2 separate regions of the Oryctolagus cuniculus genome follow, and region 2 is linked to region 1. A link is a contact called in public Micro-C data. All regions are on one chromosome and are shown on one strand. The core of a region is the stretch at or near the end of the contact, and the rest is flanking DNA. Distances in the headings are between cores, read along the strand shown.

Region 1 (5,078 bases), core at 1,070-3,569:
GCCATAGCAAAGAGCTTGATAGGAAGTGGAGCAGCCAGGACTTGAACCAGTGCCCATATGGGATGCCAGCGCTGTAGGCGATGGCTTTACCCACTATGCCACAATGCTGGCCCCATGGATATTTTTCTCATCTTCTTACTGGTGGCTCCCTGAGAAGGTACCACTTTCAATTAAAGCTAAACAGAGCCAGAAGCCAACAAACAATAATGGAAAAGGATGGTTAGCTTAAATACTGACAGTGTTGCTACAGTAAATAGCTTTCATATTTACCTTTAATCTAGACAAACCTCACTTCATGGAGGAGAGAGTTGTAGGGGAGAAAACACATTCTGAAGATTCCATAGGGTTGGGGAGAAATACTAATACCTGGATTCTGAATACGACATTGGCCATAAGCTCTATTTGTTAAGTCTTTTCCTGCCTTCAAGATCTGAATATTTCATTTCTCAGTGGCTTTCTATCCCACTCCTCTGACAAAGCTTACTTTTCTGCTGCTCAGTGGCTGGGCTGAAGGGGCTTAGGGATAGTGTGGGCCCGTTGTATAACAATCTCTCCTGCGGCACAGTGAGTTAAGTAAGCTGCCATCTGCAGTGAGTGGGGGATGCAGGTTGGAGTCCCTGCTGCTCCACTTCCCTGCTAATGTGCCAGCGAAAGCAGTGGAAGATGGCCCAAGTTCTTGGGCCTCTGCACCCACGTGGGAGACCCAGATGGAGTAAGAGGCTTCTGGCTTCAGCCTGGCCCAGCCCTGGCTGCTGTGGCTATTTGAGGATTGTACCAGCAGATGGAAGATCCCTCTCTCTGTCTATCCCTCCCTCTGCAATTCTTTCAAGTAAAATAAATAAACCTTTAAAAAAATTACTGTGTAGCCACACACACACACACACACAAAATCTCTCCCAGGTTCTCAGCACAGCCGTGTCCAACCATTAACTTCTTCCTCTGCCTCTCCCCGGTGAGTCTCTGGCTACTGTATCTAAAAAGGGTACAGGCTGGGAGGACTGCACGCCTCATAACACCACGGGAAGACACCTCCTACCCAAAGTGTCTGGAATGCTCCTGATGAACACCAGGCAACTTAAAGTTGGCTGTAAAACAAGAGCAACACCCATTAACTCCCGATCATGATGCTGCGACCACCAGGCCAGACACTGGGTCACCACGCTGGCTATCACACGTGCTGGATGCCAGAGAGGAGGCAGGGCAGTCAGAGAGGGCAGAAGCGAGAGAGGGAGACAAAAGGGTCTCTACGGGGGGAGGTGCACGCGTCCCGTGGCCTGCAAGGCCCTCCCTGGGCGCGAACAGGCCACTGCAGCTGAAGACCTTAGCAGGGCAGTCAGAGAGGGCAGAAGCGAGAGAGGGAGACAAAAGGGTCTCCATGGGGGGAGGTGCACGCGTCCCACGGCCTGCAAGGCCCTCCCCGGGCGCGAACAGGCCACTGCAGCTGAAGACCTCAGCTCTCCGCTCAGAAGGTGTTGCAAGTTCTGGAACCAAGGACACAGCTACACACAGCCTGGCTGTTTCTGGCTCCTCCCTAGAGCTGTTGCCAAATTTTATCTTGGCCAGCGGAGGTGTTCTGGGCAGCTCGCGGCTCTACGGTTCTCCTCTGGGGCCCAGGAGCCTGCAAATACCACTGCAACAAGGAGAACTCTCAGGCGAGGGCGGGCCCCTCCCGAACCTGCAGCCCGCAGCTCCGTCCTCTGACTTTGGCCCTGGCCACCCTCTTTCCCCAGGGAGCAAATTCCAGGCCGGAGGGAGGGGAGGAGGGTGGTGCGGCCCCGGGCACCAGTCCCAGGCAGTGACCGCCGAGGTCGCCCGGCCTCCGCCCCCCGCACGGGTTACTAAACGGAATTCAACCACACGAAACCTGGCGTTCCCAGGGCCTGCGGAACCCAGTTGCGTTCCCACCCCCACCCCTGCCCCCGCTTTAGCCTGGTTAGCCCGACTGGCGGCCGAGAGGGGTCAGGGACCCAGGCAAGGTGACCGGAGGGCGGCCGGCCCCCACCTGCGCTCGGCCGACGCGGGGCCGCAGGGCGAGAGGCACGTGCGGGAACCGGTGGCCGGCACCGAATAAGGCAGGCGCCTCGGGCCCCGGCGGGACCGGACGACGCGGCCACTTACGAGTCTCCCAGAAAGTCGTGGAAACGGATGCGGCCGATGGTGGTGTTGGCCTCGAAGTTGGGCGCCTCGTCCCCGAGAAGCAGACCTCCGGGCATGGCGGCAGCGGCGGAGCGGGAGGGACAGCGTAGGCGCGACTGCGGCAGCAACCAGCCGGCGGCTCGGCGGACTGGCGCGGCGCGCGCCCGGCGGGGCGGGCGGGGCCTGGTGGGAGAGGGGCGGGGCCCGGGGCGGGGCCCGGGCGGGGCCCGAGTGCCGAGGGTGTGGGGCCTGAGCGGGGCCCGAGGGCGAGGGGCGGGGCGAGGGGCGGGTCCGAGGGCCGAGGGTGTGGGGCCTGAGCGGGGCCCGAGGGCGAGGGGCGGGTCCGAGGGCCGAGGGTGTAGGGCCTGGGCGGGGCCCGAGGGCGAGGGGCGGGGCGAGGGGCGGGTCCGAGGGCCGAGGGTGTGGGGCCTGGGCGGGGCCCGAGGGCGAGGGGCGGGTCCGAGGGCCGAGGGTGTGGGGCCTGGGCGGGGCCCGAGGGCGAGGGGCGGGGCGGGGGGCGGGGCGCCCGGCAGCCTCTCGGCCTCCCGCCCTGTGAGAACCGCCGGACGCGGGCGCCGGTCTCTCCGTGACGCGGGCCTGGGGTAACGCCGCCCCCTGGAGGCTGCGGGGTGCGCCAGGTTAGACTCCGCGAGGCGGTTCGGGTTCGGGGGTGAAAGGAGGCGGACAGCCGAAGTAGGGGAGTCGCCGCGCGCGCTGCCGTCCGCTGCCGCCGCACGGCTGGCGGAGGCGCCTCAGTCCTGCGCGCCCGCGAGCCCGCACGGCCGCGTCTGCGGCTGAGGAAGTGGCCACACCGGGGTCGAGTGCTGGAGGAAGTGGCTTTCTCATTGCAGCAGAAATTCCCGTACGAAGTCCCACGGAACCAGACTTCCGTTTTTGTTCAGCCTTTGCCCGCCCACCTTAGGAACCCTTAGACAGTCACGCCGCACGCGTGTCCTGAAAGCGCAATGTGAAATGTAGAGCACCGTGTGCAGGTCGCTTCTGTTCCCCAGGGGACGGGGGATTCAGATTCACTTATTACTGTATCAGTGCCACGCGTGCTTGTGTACCAGGCGGGGGGACGATGGCGAAGGATACATGATCCGACAGGACGGTGTTAGACCGCAGCAGGCCTATTTAGAGAAGGAAAGTAAGTTAGTGGCTGCAGAGCGACTTTGGATTGGGTGGGTGGTCTGGGAACGCTTCCGGGAGAGTGCAGATCAGCTACTCAGTGTGCGCTCTGGAAGTGCTGTTAGTGTTTGGGTGGTGAGCATGGTCTATGCAGCCACTGTTGCTTTCCTGGTATGTGTGGGCTGCGCCAGCCGCAGATTTACATGCAGTTAGGATAGACTGTGCTGAATGTTGGTAGGGAGAGGGGATGTGATGCAAATGGTTAGGGTTCAGAGATGGACAGTCCTCTGGGTGGGGCGTGGCAGGGTTAAGATGGCAGTGGGTAGAGTACGGAGTCAAATGCTGTGATCTGAGTTTTCAGTGTAGTGATGTGTTTCTGTATAATTTATACTTAGTTCTCCTCACAACAAGGACTTGCAGTAAGATGACTGGTAAAATTGGTAGCCACTCTAGAAAACTCTGTAAAGCTAATCTAATCTCCACGTTTTTAAAAAAAGATTTATTTATTTATTTGAAAGAGTTACACAGAGAGAGAAGAGAGGCAGAGAGAGAGGTCTTCTGCCCAATGGTTCACTCCCCAGTTGGTCGCAACGGCCGGAACTGCGCCGATCCAAAGCCAGGAGCCAGGAGCTTCTTCGGGGTCTCCCACACGGGTGCAGGCGCCCAAGGACTTGGGTCATCTTCTACTGCTTTCCCAGGCCACAGTAGAGAGCTGGATCAGAAGTGGAGCAGCCAGGATATGAATCGACGCCCATGTGGGATGCCGGCAGTGCAGGTGGCGGCTGTACCCCTTCGTCACAGTGTTGGCCCCTATGTTTTGGTTTTAAATGCACTGTTTTAACTCTTTTTGTTGGGGAGAAAGGAAGTAGAAGAGAAGGGTAGTTTGACTTTAAGGCCTTACTGATAATGTGTTGTGGATTTAGACTAGAAAACATGATCCACTATAAATATGAAGAATGAATGTGGAAACAGATTACTGATCTCTGACAAATTACTGATCTCTGACCTGCCTTCTCTAAAGTATGCAACTATAATAAAACAGGATGAACACCTGTTGGAATTTATAGTACCAGATTCTACATGCAGGCAATGGATCTGCACTCTACAACCTTGATTGCTTTAGCTGTTGTAGCATTTTAAATTCTTTCACATTATCTGCCAACATTTAAAAAAGATTATTTATGTATTTGAAAGGCAGAGTTATATATAGAGAGAGAGACAGAGAGATCCTCCATTTCCTGGTTCACTCTCCAGGTGGCCACAATAGCCAGGGCTGGGCCAGGCGGGAGCCAGGAGCTTCATCCAGGTCTCCCACCTGGGTGGCAGGGGCCTAAGTATGTTGGCCATCATCCACCGCTTTTCCCAGGCCATGAGCAGGGAGCTGGGGTGGCAGTGGAGCAGCCAGGACAAAAGCTGGCACCCAGATGAGATGCCACAGTCACAGGTAAAGGCTTTACCCACTTTGCCACAGTGCTGGCCCCTCCATCAGCATTTTAAAACATGATTTTTCACAAAATGTGTCAGAAGATCTGTGTCCCACTGGCAAAGAGTGGGCGGATAGCAGCCTTCTTAGAGTGTGTTTCCGTTATTCAGAAGATCTCTTAGTGATGTTACAGTAGAATTAGGAAAATGAACCACTTAGTTCTTGCACCCCTATTTCAGTCAAAATTGTGAAAGTGAAAGGTGGATTAATGGCCCAGGTATTTTAAGGAAAAACTGGATAGGGCATATTTGTAAAATATGCTCTGTATTTAATAAGCAAAGTTTGGAGAAGGCTGTGCTGACTCGCCCTGGTAGATAATTGAATTTAACCT
Region 2 (5,078 bases), core at 1,776-4,275, 450 kb before region 1:
AGAGATACAAAGAGAGAAGGAGACAGGCTGGGAGGAGAGAAAGATCTTCCATATGCTGGTTCACTCTCCAAACAGCCGCAATGGCTGGAGCTGGGAGAGGAGCTTCTCCCAGGTCTCCCACGTGGGTGCAGGGACCCATGGACGTGGGCCATCTTCCACTGCTTTCCCAGGCACATTAGCAGGGAGCTGCATCAGAAGGGGAATAGTAGGGATTCGAACCATTGCCCATATGGGATGCCAGCAACTGTAGGCTTAACCTTCTACTCCACAGTGCCGGCCCTCAGGCTATGTTTTAAACACTTCAATTCAGTGCATTAAAACAAAGCTCACTGCACTAAACAAATTTATTATACAACTCTAAAGATCTTCAAAGTGGGCCGGCGCTGCGGCTCAATAGGCTAATCCTCCGCCTTGCAGCGCCGGCACCCCGGGTTCTAGTCCCGGTCAGGGCGCCGGATTCTGTCCCGGTTGCCCCTCTTCCAGTCCAGCTCTCTGCTGTGGCCTGGAAAGGCAGTAGAGGATGGCCCAAGTCCTTGGGACCTGCACCCCATGGGAGACCAGCAGTACCTGGCTCCTGCCTTTGGATCAGCGCGATGCGCTGGCCGCAGCGGCCATTGGAGGGTGAACCAACGGCAAATAGGAAGACTTTTCTCTCTCTCTCACTGTCCACTCTGCCTGTCAGAAAAAAAAAAAAAAAAAAAAGATCTTCAAAGTATAACTATGTATGGCTTAAATTTCAATACAATGCCTCATTTTATCTCATTTGTATTTATCCACAACAAATCTCAATACTCTGGTAGTAGTAAAAAAATTTAAGCAGCAAAATCAGGAAAAAAGAGTTTAATTCATCAACTAAAAATTTTTGAATAGTTGCTAATTTGGGAGTAAAACCCAGAATATCTTTTTCCCTCACTGAATAGCTATATTATCTATCATCTAAATAGACTCAGTCTCAAGGGACAAATTACCCTCTGTGTCCCAAACTTCTAGTGTAACTGGGGAATTCAAAACACAAAAATGACTTCTCACAGATTAGTTTTTATCATGAACACTTAAGTGTTTTCATCAAAGCTTCTCTTTTCCTTTCTCTGTCAAATGTTTCTGTGTATGGTATTAAAAAAGAAATTTGGAAAGTTCTTTTTTAGAATTTATTTTTAATTGAAATATTGGTAAATTTAGCTTAAAATACTATTTTATAAGGGATCTTTGAAGAGGCTTTACCAACTAAGGTAAAGACATTACGTTATCTGAGTTGCCTGTCGCGGGAAGTTGGGTAGCTTGCTTTACCTAAACAGGGAAGTTGGCATGTCTGCCTAGCAACAGCCGCTAAAACCTAAACCTGCTGTAGTGGAGCAGGGAGGAGGAGGAGACACAGGAGGAACAGATTAATCTGTTTTTCCTTGCAGGAGACAGAGGTCTGGTTGTTGGAGGAGCAAAAAGGCCATCATGCCTTAGGTCGGCACCCCCTGAGAAGGCTAGAAACTTGCTCTTTGTAGGGCTGGGGTGGTTGCTACAGTAGCTCCTCCTTCTCAGCGGGGTATATGTTTATAAACACACTAAGCTTTTTCCTATCCGTTCGTACCTACGAGGAAGTTTAATTCCTAAATTAGGCACAGTGAGAGAGTAACAAGAATGAACAAGTATAACAATATGTTGCAGTGAAATCTATTTACACTTTACTTTTGGAATTTTCCATTTAGTATTTCCGGTAACTGAACTCTGAAAGTGAAATCCCAAATAAGGGCGCACTGGGATTCTCCTGGTAGTAGGTTAAACGGGTTCCAGAGCTGGCTCACTTCAAAGGCAGGAAATCCCAATCAGCAGAGACTTCCAGAAGCTAAAAGTAGCAGCAGCAGGAGGGTATTGACAACCAAAAGGAACTCAGCTTCAGGCGTGTGGTTTATGTTGACAAATGATGTGAACACAGTCACAGCGACGCGGTGTAGCAAGTTAAAGGCAGGGCGTCTCCAAACGTTAGCACTTTTCCTGCTATTGACGAACGCAGCGAGGAAGGGCCCGGAAAACCAACGCTGCTGTCGGCCAGGACCGGGAGATAAGAGCTCGGCTCGCCGGTTTCGGTGCCTTCCACACCGCTGCACGGTGCCGAAAGGATTTCGCCGCTGTCCCTTCTCAAAGGCAGGCGTGGGACCCAGGAACGGCCCTGAAGGGGTCTCCCGGCCGCCCGCCCGCAGCAGCTGGGGCCGTTCTGACGGTCCACGGAGGCCGGGGAGGCTCGGGAGCACTCGGCGCCCAGCCGCGTCTGTGCGCCTGGTCACCCGGGAGGGCCAAGCCGGGGAGGTGCAGACCCCGGGTACAACCAGAGCCGCAAACGGGGGCTGGGGGCAGAGGTCACACGGAGAGGACAGGCGCTGAGAGCCGGGAGCCTGCAGGGAGAGCGAGTGCGGACTCCAAGGAGACCGCCCAGGCCTCCGGCTCCCGCTCGCCGCTGGCCACCTGCCCGCCGCGCGCCGCGGTCCGGGGTGTTGGCGGCGGTGACTCAGAGCGCCCCGCCCCGCCCGCTCGCCCCGCCCCGGGGGAGGGGCCTCGCCCTCGTCTCCGCCCCGCGCCGCGGCCCCGGGCGTTGGCGGCGGTGACTCAGAGCGCCCCGCCCCGCCCGCCCCGCCCCGGGGGAGGGGCCTCGCCCTCGTCTCCGCCCCGCGGCCCCGGGCGTTGGCGGCGGTGACTCAGAGCGCCCCGCCCCGCCCGCTCGCCCCGCCCCGGGGGAGGGGCCTCGCCCTCGTCTCCGCCCCGCGGCCCCGGGCGTTGGCGGCGGTGACTCACAGCGCCCCGCCCCGCCCGCTCGCCCCGCCCCGGGGGAGGGGCCTCGCCCTCGTCTCCGCCCCAGGCTCGGGGCGGGCCGGAGTCTGAGGAAGAGGAAGGGGACGAGGACAACGAGCGACGGGGCGGCGGAAGACGAGGAGGAGGAGGAGGAAGCGGAGGCAGACCTACAAGATGGCCCCTGCTGCAGGAGCAGCCTCAGCAGCAGCAGGTGGGAGGCCGGAGGCGGCGCTGGCGGCGGCGGCGGCGGCCGTGGCCCGGAGGCCTGGGACGGAATCAGCGTCGACGGTGGTGGCAGCAGCGGCGGCGGCGGCGGCTGCCGCGGCGGTGGCGGCGGCCGCTGGGACTCGGAGCTGAGAGGAGCTGCGGCTCGGACCAGCGCGGTGAGCGAGCGGCGGGCGGGCGGGCGGGGAACAATAGGCAGCTGCGGCGGGGCGGGCGCCGCGCTCGCCGGCCCGCGGGCCTCAGGCCTCCGCGTGCGGCCGGGAGGGAGGCCGGGCGAGGGCCGTGAGGAGAGGCCGCCGCCGGGCCGGGCGGGCCGCCGGTGCGCGCAGGAGGCGCTTTCCGGACGGCCCCTGGCTGGGGTGGGGGAGGGCGAGGCGGCCTCCCGGCCCCGAGCGCCCCTCCCCGCCCGGGGCTCGGCGGCTCTGCGGAGCTCCTGGGGTCGAGCCCGCTCGCTGTCTGCCGGGTCGGCGCGGGGGAGGCGGTGTGTGCAGGTGTCTCTTGAAGGGAAAGGTGAAAGCCGCCAAGTGCGGCCGCAGCAGACACGCCGCGTGGCCGTCGATGAGGGGTGGAGACGAGGCTCGTCCCCGTCGGCACCCCGCAGTCCTCTCTGAACCCGGTTAGGACCGCGTCCCGGATGGGCCGAGTGGGCGCAGGAATCATACAGCTCCGGACATCCCAGAATAGCCCGAGACTGGAAACAAAGCAGCCTGCTGGCAACACGGACACAGACTGCAATGTTCAGTAGAACTTTTTTTTCCGTCAATCGCGCCGTGTTGAATTGTTACCGTGTAGCCCAAAAGCCAACAGCATTAACTAGCCAAAAATGTACCTACCGTAGCCCTTCTTGAGGGGACAAGAGGTGGTTTAGTCTCCAAGCTGTCCTGTCCCATGTTCTGACTTGGCCTTTCAGTATTTGTCCTAGAATTACCCCACATCGATCTTTGCCTGAGCCTCCAATTTGATTTCTTAAGCATATTTTAGAAGACTTCAAAGGCTAGAGACGACTGCGGTTCTGTTTTGAGTGTTTCGACTTAGCAGGAGACAGCTCTTAGCACTGAGTACTTAGGGCAGTTGCGCCTGGAACTTGACATAGCTAACTGCAATATTTGCCTTGAACTTTAGGTTTCGAGGGATCTGCCACAGTCAGTCTCTTCCGCAGGTGCGGAAAATTACACTGAAGTTGCTTGGATGCGTCCAAAAGATTGCTTCCCCTTGATTAACGTTCAGTTGCATGGTCCAACTAAGGCAGTTAGTTTGAGATTTTAGGAGGAGGATTGAGCTGTGCAGAGAAGATATCAGTTAATAAGTGTCCCTCACTTTGAGGGTGAATTTCTGATTAGCTTGGTCCATGTCTGTGGTAATTCAAAGCATTTTTAGATTCTCTGAGTAACAGTAGTTCCCAGTTTTCCCACAGGAATTGATGGTCATAGACTAGCAATTGAGTAAACATGGACTGCTACAGGTTTTGAAGCATAGTAGATGAACATCAATAATGACATTAATTTTATGCCTTGCATAAATAATGTAGATGTTTTGATTTTTTTGACCAGTGGAGAAAGAATAACTTCATATGACTCCTGTTGATGTGATTTTTTTTTTTTGGAATTAAGGGATTTAGAAAGACAACTTTTTTTAAAGTGCTCAATTGTGTGAATTTTTGTATGTATGTGTTCTTTTAGGAGGTCTGTATGGAATCCAAAACAAGCCTATATTGTAATAAATCTTAAATTTACCTGGGGTCCTAAGTCTATTAAAACAATTACAGTTCTTTATGAATTTGTGAATTTTAAGTAGCTAATGTACCTAGTTAAGATTTTATAAAAGTCATGTTGTATCAAGGATTAATTTACCTAGTATTTATCATTCTCTTGAAAACAAAGATAATTAAATAGTAATCTTTTATATTAAAATTTGATGCTGACTCAACAATTGTTAGGCTGAGTTTGGGTCCCTGTTTCTGTTTAATATAAAAAAAAAACCCTCACAGAGCCTGGTTTTCATTTTGTGTCAGAACTGTTATGATTCCTCACTTATATCTCCAGTATCAGTATTTATTCTGATTATTTCAGTTCAGA

Evidence for each region. Hi-C and Micro-C count contacts between places; a contact is called where the count stands out from the background.
Region 2: a contact with region 1 is called in a Micro-C map of ear pinna, with 6 times the contacts expected there. The contact joins the promoter of RC3H1 here to the promoter of PRDX6 in region 1. A contact is called at or near these places in 2 of 6 Hi-C or Micro-C datasets (ear pinna and an unstated tissue).

The regions. Positions count from the first base shown.
Region 1 is chr7:1,961,363-1,966,440 of mOryCun1.1, reverse strand. PRDX6 (peroxiredoxin 6) reads right to left here and starts at 2,319. Exons shown (of 5, transcript XM_002714992.4): 1 at 2,119-2,319. The coding sequence starts at 2,213.
Region 2 is chr7:2,412,128-2,417,205 of mOryCun1.1, reverse strand. It overlaps RC3H1 (ring finger and CCCH-type domains 1), which reads left to right and starts at 3,025. Exons shown (of 21, transcript XM_051856942.2): 1 at 3,025-3,161.